Regions from separate parts of the Sus scrofa genome. Here region 2 is linked to region 1. A link is a contact called in public HiChIP or PLAC-seq data. All regions are on one chromosome and are shown on one strand. The core of a region is the stretch at or near the end of the contact, and the rest is flanking DNA. Distances in the headings are between cores, read along the strand shown. Region 1 holds the start of HTRA4 (serine protease HTRA4). Region 2 holds the start of PLEKHA2 (pleckstrin homology domain-containing family A member 2).

Region 1 (5,019 bases), core at 1,064-3,563:
TAATCAGCAAATTAATGAAAATCTCCAAATACACAGACTTACCTTTGGCTCAATCTTAATCAAGGCAAGATCCAATTTATGGTCAATGTCTTTGACAGTGGCTTCATACTGGACCCCATTCTGGAGCTCTACCTGGATCCGATGCCGGTTGGTGAGGACATGGGCATTAGTAACAATGAGCCCATCCTCAGACACTATGAACCCAGAGGCACTGGACGCAGGGACATCCTTGTTGCTGAGAGGTGACCTGTCTCGGCAAGACAACAGCATAATCAGAGGGTGGGAACATCACAGCATCCAGCGCAGTCTGGAAGCACAGGAACCTCTCATTTAGCCAACATTCTTCCACCACTGCTTCCTCAGACATTTTACTTTTCCCTGTTTCCATTCTCTCCATGTGTAACTTCACTTGGTATATCAGTGCCCTGGCCACGTCTTGGAAACAGGACTGAAAGCTGATTCCAACTCTCTTTTTCTAGGAACACCCGCTTCTTATTTTTCAGCCATCTCCTTCCAGGGCCAGGGATCTAATTCAATTGGGAGACCCACACCCGCCACAGCTGCAGCAAGTGGGATCTTTTACCCAGTGCACCTGGCCAGGCATGGAACCAGCACCTCCACCCGGATGAGAGATCATTAACTCACTGCACCAAAGCAGGAATTCCAGGGATACCCTCTTCGTGAAAGCAGGTCAGAGCCACAGCCCTCTGCTTCAAGGAAAACTAACCTGATGGTCATACTGGGGACAAAAGTGGACCTAGGGCAACATTATCCAGCACCCAGGCAGGGAGGGAGTTAAAGAAGTCTGGTTCCAGCGTGGGTTCCTCTCCTAATCCGCCTTGTGACATAGGACAAATTCCTCTTGCTCGCTGGTTCTGGGATTCCCTCCACGAAAAAGAAGAGGCCGAGCAAGAGTACCATCAAGAGGCCCTCTATCACTAATATCTGACCTTGAATTTGAAGGAGAGGGGTTGCCTCGATTTGAAAGTCAGAATCTCTGTGCCTCCGCCCTTTGGCTAAACGACTAACAACTAACGGGCAATTCAACCTCTTGGAGCCGCTGGATTTCCTCACAGCGGGGTTTTTAGGACTAAACAGTGCTGGAAGAGCGGTAGAGTCGGGCCTGGAGCAGGAAGACGCTGGGAAACAACCCAAGGAGTTGACGTCTCCCTTGGCCTCCTTTACCTGCTGAACAGCTGTAAGTGGACCACCGACGGCGCCACCTTCTCCACCACCTCTGCGATGAAGTTGTACTTGCTCCTGAGCCAGCCCGCGCTTCTGGTCCCTGTGAAGAGACGCTCCGTTCTTGGGGCGGGGGACACCCTCGCTGCCTGACTGCATCAGGGGTCATCTCTCAAACTTCTCTGCCTCTCTTCTCCCTCCCCTTTCCCTCCCCTTCCTCTCTTCGGTCTCCCTCTGTATTTTCACTGCGTTCCCGTGAGACAGCGCCTTGAGGGAACCAGACCTGTCATTCCGATTGGAAAGTAATTTTAAAGGGAAGGCGACAGGCAACACCTATAGGGAGGAAATCGGGGAGCAACTACCTGGGAACCGGTAACGAGACAAGTAAGGCAGGAAGAAAATTGGGAGCTAGGAGGTGGTGAATCCCTGTGGCAATGCGGCAGGAAAGAGCCCGCGCTGGGCCACGCGATTGGAACAGGCTCCCTAAGAAAGTGCCAAGAGGGCGCCGAGAGCGCGCGTCGACCGCTCACCTGGGTCCCCACAGTCCACCTCATGCACGTGCACCGCCGGGAGCCCGCCGCGGAGACGTGCAGCGTGGTTCCTGGCGCGGAGCGCGCACAGGTTGGGGTACGTGCGCCCGTCGCTGCCGCACACCGCGGCCCCCGCCGCCGGGCAGCGGCAGGTACCGAGCCCGCTGCTGCCAAGGAGCCGCGGTGAGGGCGGCGCGAGGCACTGCAGCCCCGGGGCGCACGGCCGGCGGAGCGCGGCGCCGCAAGCCTCGCCCTCGGCCGCGGCGCAGACGCGGCAGCAGCCGCAGCGGTCAAGCACTGGCGCCGTCCCGCGGAGCAGGAGGGCAGCGGGGGGCAGCGCATTGGCTCGCAGACCGCGGGGCAGGGCGGCGCGGGCCGGACGGTCCTGGCCTCGACCCCGGCCCCAGGTGCGTGGGGCAGCAGCAGCCACAGCAGTAGGAGCTGTCTGAGCCCGGCGGGCCGCAGCAGAGTTCTGGACATTCTGCTTCCTTCCTCCTGACCCCGCTCCTCCCCACTTTCTTATGATTTTCCTCTGGACCCGCAGCTGCTCTAAGATGAGCCACACTTTCTCCGGACTGCTGTGCCGCTTCTGCCAGTCCCCAACTTTAAGGGGCAGAGTCTGGCAGTCTTCTCCACGCACCCCCTCCCCCAATCCTCCCCCAGCCGTCCCACCCCAGGAGATGAAGAGACATCCTGGCCCTTCCCCAAGCAGACAGCCACGTCGTGAAATCCCTAAAACCAAGGCCAGGGGCACACTGACAAGCCAGATCACCCACCCACGGACAGAAGGTCAGCCTTAGGAAAACACACGTTGCCGTATTGCAGTATTTCACATGGTTTTATTACAAAACAAGCAACAAAACAGTTTTAGAAAATTATTTTTTGCTACATACCAATTAGGAGATCACATAAAATGAAAAGCATAACAGTTTCCATGCACTCAGCTCAGTGTCTACAGTGAGTGCATTTCACAGCTGAAACATACTGGTTCAAAACACAAAATCATGCCACACCTTACAAGCAAGGCGGGGTGGGTGGGGGCGTCCAACAGTATGTTTTGGGGCCAAATATTCACTTTATTCAAACTCTACTCAGCATGAGTGACTGAAATTCACTACCGCAGGCAATGACAGAGACAGAGAAAAAAGAGAATAAGGGGGAAAAAAGTGACATTGGGAGAAAAAAATGTTGGACTCTTTCTCATGGGAGCTCACCATTCAAAACAGAAACAGAAGTATTTTCACCTGAGGTCTCTATTCCTCAAACACCATAGTACAATTAAGTCATCTCACAAAATGCCAAAGGCCAAACTGTGTTCACCAGCCATCAGCTGATCTTGAGCAAGCAAATTCTTAACTTTCAAGAACAGTGGACAATACAGTTCAGCTATGGGGAGACACCTGAAATTCTACTACACACAGTGGGTCAAGACTGAATTAAAAGTCTTATGAAAATAGCAAAACTCACAGTTGCCTCGTGGACTAACAGTTAAAGATTTGGCATTGTTGTCACTGCTGTGGCTCCAGTCTGGTCCCTGGTCAGGGAACTTCTGAATGCTGTAGGTGTGGCCAAAAAAATAGTAAAATAAAATGACCACAGCCACAGTTGCCTTTAAAAGTCTACTCCTAAAAAAAAAAAACCCAGCCCAATTTAGAGAATATTTTTATTCCATACATAAAAAAAGCAGTACCTTTTTTTGATTCCTCCTTCCCCCCGCTTTTTAAAACATATTTATTCCAGAGCCCAGGCACTTAACTACTAGCAGATACTGCATCTCCGTCCTGTTTTTTTCCATTTGGTTCCATTTTACACATTTAAAACCAAATGCCTTGGTTCTGCATGCACCATCTTTGACTCACATGTGTAGTGACATTAAAAAGTGGTAAGGTGAAATTAACCAGAAGGTAAGAAATATGGACACAAAAGGAATTCCGAAATAAGATTTGGGAATAAGAATGCCTTTAGGCTTCAGCAAAAGGAATTATATTTATCTGGTGTTGGAATAACATAAACAATGTATTAACTTGAAATTTCCAAGTATTTGCCAACTGGAGTCCTTGTTTTCCTTTGATCTAATACAATTTGGATTTATAAGTACATTTAATTTACTACATTCTCAAAATAGGCCTTACTGAATAAGAAACAGATCATCTTACTATAATGGCAATTAATTAGCAGAGAGTTTATTTAAAAGAGAGAGAAATGGGTAGATTTTCATACCACCAAGAGATGACATCATTCCATGAGTTAGGGAATGTTTATAGAGATTTCACAAGTTCTAATCTATTTTTGTAAGTTCCACATTGCTGATGGTGCACTTTCTTTGACCCTGCTAAAGAATGTTCTTGAGAAAAATTTGAAGATGAAACCAGAGAAACCAGCTTTAAGAATCAGGAATGGCTTCTTAAAAATCAGTCTACTTGAAGTATGCTGTCACCATGATGACTCATAAATAAATAATCCCCAAACCAAGGATTTCTGAGGACAAAAGTATACAAGAGGTCACAGAAAAGAGAAAAAGAGATAGCTCAATCCAGGGTAGATATTCTTTATTATTATTATTTTTTTTACAGCTGCACCTACATCATATGGAAGTTCCCAGGCTGGGGGTCAAATCAGAGCTGCAGCTGCCAGCCTACGCCTCAGCCACAGCAACACCAGATCCCAGCCGAGTCTGCAACCTGGATCCTTAACCCACTGAGCGAGGCCAGGGATCAAACTCATATCCTCAGGGACACTGTCGGGTTCTTAACCCACTGAGCCACAACAGGAACTCCTAGATTTCCTTTTTCATATCAGTGTGTATACAGAACCACTAGGCCAAACACAATTTAAGTGAAGCTTGTCTCCAAAGCAGTGCAGTCAAGAAAAGTTTTCAACCTGACACAGACTTCAAGGAAATGACACTGCCTGAAAGAAATAGATCTCCTTCAAGTCACTAAAGATTTTCTGATCATATGCTTTGGCCCCTGCGTTAAATTTGGGCATGAGGACAGGGAAGGATTAACTTAGGTAAAAATGCTTCTTTTAGTCTCTTCCTCTTGGCATTAATTTTTTTTTGGGGGGGGGTCATCCCTGCAGCATACAGAAGTTCCTGTCCCAGGATTAAATCCCATGCCACAACAGTAACCAGAGCCACAACAGTGATGTCAGACCCTTAACCCACTGAGCCAACAGGGAACTCCGAGGCATTACTTTTTAATTTAAAGACAAAATTAATTGATTGAGCTGATAAGAAGGTACAGATGGACATGAGTTAAGCTCCCTTCCTTTAGGAGATTCTGGTAGCTAGATAGACTGATTCCCC
Region 2 (5,019 bases), core at 789-3,288, 71 kb after region 1:
TCTTTCAACAAACAATTACTTAGCACCTAAGTAGACGCCATACACCAAGCTGGCCACAGAGTCTTGACTAGAAGCTATGGCAAAAGTCTCCTACGTTCAACTGGCATGCAATAGAAGGCTGATATCTGAATCGATGAGGGAGGGTGTTTTTAAAAGCCTCCTTTTGAGAGTTCCCATCATGGCTCAGCAGAAACTAATCTAATATCCATGAGGATGCAGGTTCAATTCCTGGCCTTGCTCACTGGGTTAAGGATCTGGCGTTGCTGTAGCTGTGGTGTAGGTCGAAGAGGAGGCTCAGATCCTGGGTTGCTGTGGCTGTGGCGTAAGGCCGGCAGCTACAGCTCTGATTCAACCCCTAGCCTGGAAACCTCCATGTGCCGTGGGTGCGGCCCTAAAAAGACAAAACAAACAAAAAAGCCTCCTTTAGTTTCACAAAGCCTGCTGGATCTCTATTTTAGTAATCTGCATTGAGTTCTAGGTTGTAGATGTGCAGCCTAGCCTGTGTCCTCCATCAGACTGTAAGCTACCTGAAGAGACAGGCTTCCTTTTGTTCATCACTGCCTTTCTTGCCTTAATTACCCAATAAATGTCCATTGAACGCAACTGAAATAGAAAACAAGATCAAGATCTTTGGCTTTACTGTTTCTGAAGACTCTGCCACCAAAGAAAAATGATAAAGCTCCAGAAAAGAGGAAAAAGGGGCGCGACTTAAATATATTAAGAACAACGGAAAAAAATTAAAGCAAACAAATAAGAGCAACAGGGGTACAGTTTTGGAACTTCAGCCCAAGTGCAACCACGGCTCAGCGGGCTGAAGTGCCTCCGGGAGCCCACAGCTGGCGACCCGGCAGAATGCTTGTCCCCTCCCCCTCCCCTGCTGTTAACTCGCGTCTGAAAAACCCCATTCGGAGTCCTAAAGAAAGACTGGAGGAGGGGGTGGGAGAAGGAGTCAGAAGGGGAAGATTCACCAAGTAGGAAGGAAACCTTAAAGCGGGAGGCTGGGGGAAGGGGGGGGGGCGGTGTGCAGGGCTGGCCTGACGAGGGAGATGAGTACGCCCCGAGCTAGGTGGCCCCGCCGCACCTCCTCTCTGGACGTGTCTGCACACTTGCTTTCCTACAGTCTTCAAAACTGGAGCAGAAGAGGGAAGCTTGTAAGGTGAGGAAGAAGTTAGGGAGACGTACAGACAGCTCCCCTCGAAGTGCTTTCCCAACCTGGCACCGAACCTGCATTTGAGGACCGTTTCCTTCAAGTCTCCCCAGAGTCCGGAGTTCCAGAAGCCGGAGGGCCCTGCTGCACCCAAAGGGAAAGGAGGGATCTCCCCCGGGAGCCTTCTAGGCCTGCCATGTAATAAGGTTGATAGGGGAAGAGAAAGAGGAGTTTCCACAGCCCAATCCGTGCCCCAAGGGACTTGCCTGGGCGTCCTTTGCTTGCCTTCCCTACCCGCAGCCCGGGCAGTCGTTGCGGGGCCGGTGCCCCAGCGTCAGAGCCCGCAGAGAAGTTTCGCCGCTGCAAACGTGAGAAAACGCAGCTCAGCAGCACACCCGCCCGGACCCGGCCCGCGGCCCCACCCCCGCAGCCCGACCCCTGGCGGCCGCGACCTTGGCCACCCCGCGCGCTCCCGAGGGCCGGAGGAGGGGCTGCGCCCCCGGCTTCCCTGGGGCCCCGGGGGCCGCCGCGACCTCCCCGGAACCATCAGCCCGCAGGCAGGAGCCCCCGCCCGGTCCCTCGCCGGCCCCCGCGCGCCTCTCTGCGCCGCTCGGTTCCTGGGGCCGCGCGAGAGCCCCACTTACCCCGCCGCGCAGGGCCGGGGCTCGGGCCGGGTGCGTGGGTTACATCGGGCTGGGAGGCGCCTCTCCGGCCCGGCGGGCTGTCGCTCTCGGGGATTTTTGTCGCCACGAAACTCTAGGGGCCTCTCGCTCCTCTCGCTCTTCTCCCCCCCCAACCCCCACACCCTCCTTCTCTCTTGTCTCTCGGCTCTTTTTTCCGGGTTAATTACGTTTCGCATTAAAGGAAAACCCAGCCCCGGATGTGAGTACAATGCTCCGCCGAGCCCGCCGGGGGAAGAGAAGGGTGCCGGGGCGCCGCAGGCTGGGAGGGGGCGCGGCCCGGCGCGCAAGCTGCGCGGACCCGGCGGGGGCGCGGCGCCCGGAGGCGGCCCCCGAGGCTACCGGCCTGGACCACCTCGCCGGCGCCGGCGGCCCGGCAGGTGGGACGCGGCCGCAGGGTGGGAGGCCCTATTCTCCGACGCCGGCCTCGGGCAGCAGGTGTCCGAGCGGGAAAGGGGCTCCGGGATGAGGGCATCTTAGAAGGAGGGAGCGCAGACTCTCTCTTTACCCCATTCTTTTTCCCAAAGCCACCAGCGGCTTCACTTAGGCTTCCCGAGGACCCAGAGCCCTTAGCCATGAGGGGCCGCGGGGTTAAGTCTAGGGTTAGGATAGATTGAAGCACCGCTGATTCTCCTGGGTTGTCATGAATGCATCCCGGGAGCCCCGTGGGGTGGTACGTTCTAACGGGTGCGTAGGGACTTTTTCAGAGCGTGGCTCAAAGACGCCCTTCCAGCCCTCAGAGCGGGAGGGTGCTCTGGGGAAAAATGGGAACAGACAAACAGGTATTAAGTAATATTGCTAAGAGGAACCTAAGAGAACCACTGGGTGCCAGTGCATCCTCTGCGTTATCTCATTCGATCCACGCGGCAACCCTGTGGGTATCCATCCTCTTCACGATGAGGAAACCGAGACTCTGAGACGTTAAGTAATTTGCCCTGGGTACCCACAGTTAATCAATGGCTGGTCAGTCAGGTTCTGAGGCCGGCCTCTCAGGTGAGGAGATAGGTATTTATTTAAATATACATTAAGTCGGGCACTTAAAGCCCGAAACTCAGAACCGTGGTGGATTCACCCTAGGATGGAGGACGCAGCGCTGCGATTTCTGGGGATTCTGATGCAAACGCAGTTGGTAAGGCCTGAGTCCGAGTTACTGGGCTTTGACAGAGGGGAGGGTTGAAGAAGACCCTCGAAGCTCAAAGTCTGGTTAAGCGGAATTGCCAGAAAGGCTGGTCCACATCCCAGTGTTGTAGGGGAAAGGCAGACTGTTCAGTCGTCCCCGGGACCTGAGGCAACAAGGCCTGAAGGAAGGGGGTGGGGGGCAGCCAGATCTGCCAGGAGGGAGGCAGGACCACACGCGCAGCACACACCCCGAAAGCACCAGTGATGAAACCACACTCGTTTCCTCTTCCATTTTGATTGCCAAAGCAAAAAAGAAAACGAGCCGCCTGCTCTCTCAGGTGTGAAAAAAGACTGTTGGCTTCAGAACATTTTGCTTTGAATGAGGAAGGAAAGGGGAACACAAGAAAAAAAAAATTCCTTTGAAACAAATATATCAATGTCATTTTTTTTCTTTCTGCTCTTGAAGATTTCTGCCACTCAGGTAAATTTCAGGCAGAGCATGTACTCTGGAACCAGAGGGCCTGGGTTTAAATCCCAGCTCTGGCGCCTATTAGTTCTGATCCCAGGGCAAGTGACAGTGTTTCAGTGCCTCTCTTTCCACATCTAGTTGGAGGAATAGTCAATGGGTCAACATTTGTAAAGTGTTTGGACCACTGCGGATCATGAAGTAGGTGCTAGGTGAATGTTTTTTAATGTAAACATTGGATTATGGTTTTCAGCATGAAAAGGAACAAAACTCCATTCAGCTCCCAGCAAATCCAACTAGAACTGAAGGTTTCCAGGGTGAGCAAAGAGGTAATAGTCTCAGATAACATGGTATGGTTCATATTTAAAACCCATAAAACTCTACTCTCCGCTCCACCCTGTGGGGTGCCTGCCTGAGTCACTCAATCTCAGAGCCACAAATATTTTCTGAGCACTACTGTATTGGATGCCTGGGAGGCAAAAAGGAGCCAACAGCCTTGGGTCTCCTGGAGAGGATACAACTGTTCTTAGGAGGTTCAGGCAGCCCTGTGTTCCTCTTGAAAGTGTCGCAGAAATGGCACAGAGTAAGTACCATCAACCTTTAGAGGAAGTATGTGTGTGTGTGTGTGTGTGTCTGTGTGTGTGTGTCTGTGGGTCCGGGGGCGGGGGAAGAGCGGTGTCCTGGAGAAGGAGGTGGATTTTTTTTTTTTTTTTTTTTTGGCCACCCCAAAGCATATGGAGCTCCCAGGCCAGAGATCACACTTGAGCCACAGTTGCTACTAAGCTGCAGCTGCAGCAACGCCAAATCCTTAACCTACTGTGCTGAGCTTGGGATTGAACCTTCATCCCAGCACTCCAGAGATGCCTGGGATCCCATTGCACCACAGCGGGAACTCCAAGGAGGTGGATTTTGAAATGGGCACTGAGTTCATTGACTCCAGTGAAGGGGGGAAGGGCAAGAGCCTGTGGGGCTGGGGGAGGGTCATCAGAGCACTTACTGGCAATGCTCATAGTTCCCTGGGAGGCCCTTTACTGCCATATTTGCCCCTGGCCAGGCTCTGGCCCAGTTAGCCTACAATTTTTGCCTGGACTCTATTCCCTCATCCCTATACTTCCAGGTCTTCATCAGGACCACCACCCTCCCCTCCCGTAGTAGCACCAGGGTGTCAACTGAGTCTGAGCCCCACCATGGTCCTTTTGCTTCTCTTAACTGACACATTTTGCAATTATTTCCATTGCCTGGTTATGTCCCCCACCCCCTTTTTTAATGCAGTAAACAGCCCTGAGTTCTGAAAATGTGACTCTGCCTGTGGGGAAGAGAATGTCAAAAAGGGCCTTTCACAGCAGCTATTTCGGTCCCCTGTTGTGTCAATGCAAGATGAGACTCAACAGTTTGCTCAAGGTTTTGCAGCTGGTTAGTTAATGGCAGAGATGTTTCTAGAACCCAGGGTTGATTACCTTCAAAATCTTCTAGTATTGCTACAGGAGTCTTTCCATGAAGACGGAGACTACTGGTCTAAAACCTAAGAATTTAACAGAGAGCCTTCTCCTCTAGCCATTTATTTATGAATTTCCTATTCATTTTCATTGTTCATGGCTGGGAAACTG

What was found. HiChIP or PLAC-seq counts read pairs in DNA pulled down with a chosen protein or histone mark.
Region 2: a contact with region 1 is called in an H3K27ac HiChIP or PLAC-seq map of alveolar macrophages. The contact joins the promoter of PLEKHA2 here to the promoter of HTRA4 in region 1. A contact is called at or near these places in 10 of 47 Hi-C or Micro-C datasets (alveolar macrophages, blood, embryonic fibroblasts and 7 more) and 2 of 2 datasets of contacts at active chromatin or transcription factors (alveolar macrophages and skeletal muscle).

Annotation. Positions count from the first base shown.
Region 1 is chr15:47,623,576-47,628,594 of Sscrofa11.1, forward strand. It overlaps HTRA4 (serine protease HTRA4), which reads right to left and starts at 2,314. Exons shown (of 10, transcript XM_021075121.1): 1 at 2,027-2,314; 2 at 1,713-2,024; 3 at 1,186-1,285; 4 at 43-247. The coding sequence starts at 2,192. It overlaps PLEKHA2 (pleckstrin homology domain-containing family A member 2), which reads right to left. Exons shown (of 13, transcript XM_021075122.1): 13 at 2,532-5,019.
Region 2 is chr15:47,695,200-47,700,218 of Sscrofa11.1, forward strand. It overlaps PLEKHA2 (pleckstrin homology domain-containing family A member 2), which reads right to left and starts at 2,039. Exons shown (of 13, transcript XM_021075122.1): 1 at 1,792-2,039. It overlaps LOC106506225 (a long non-coding RNA gene), which reads left to right and starts at 2,779. Exons shown (of 3, transcript XR_001301397.2): 1 at 2,779-3,995.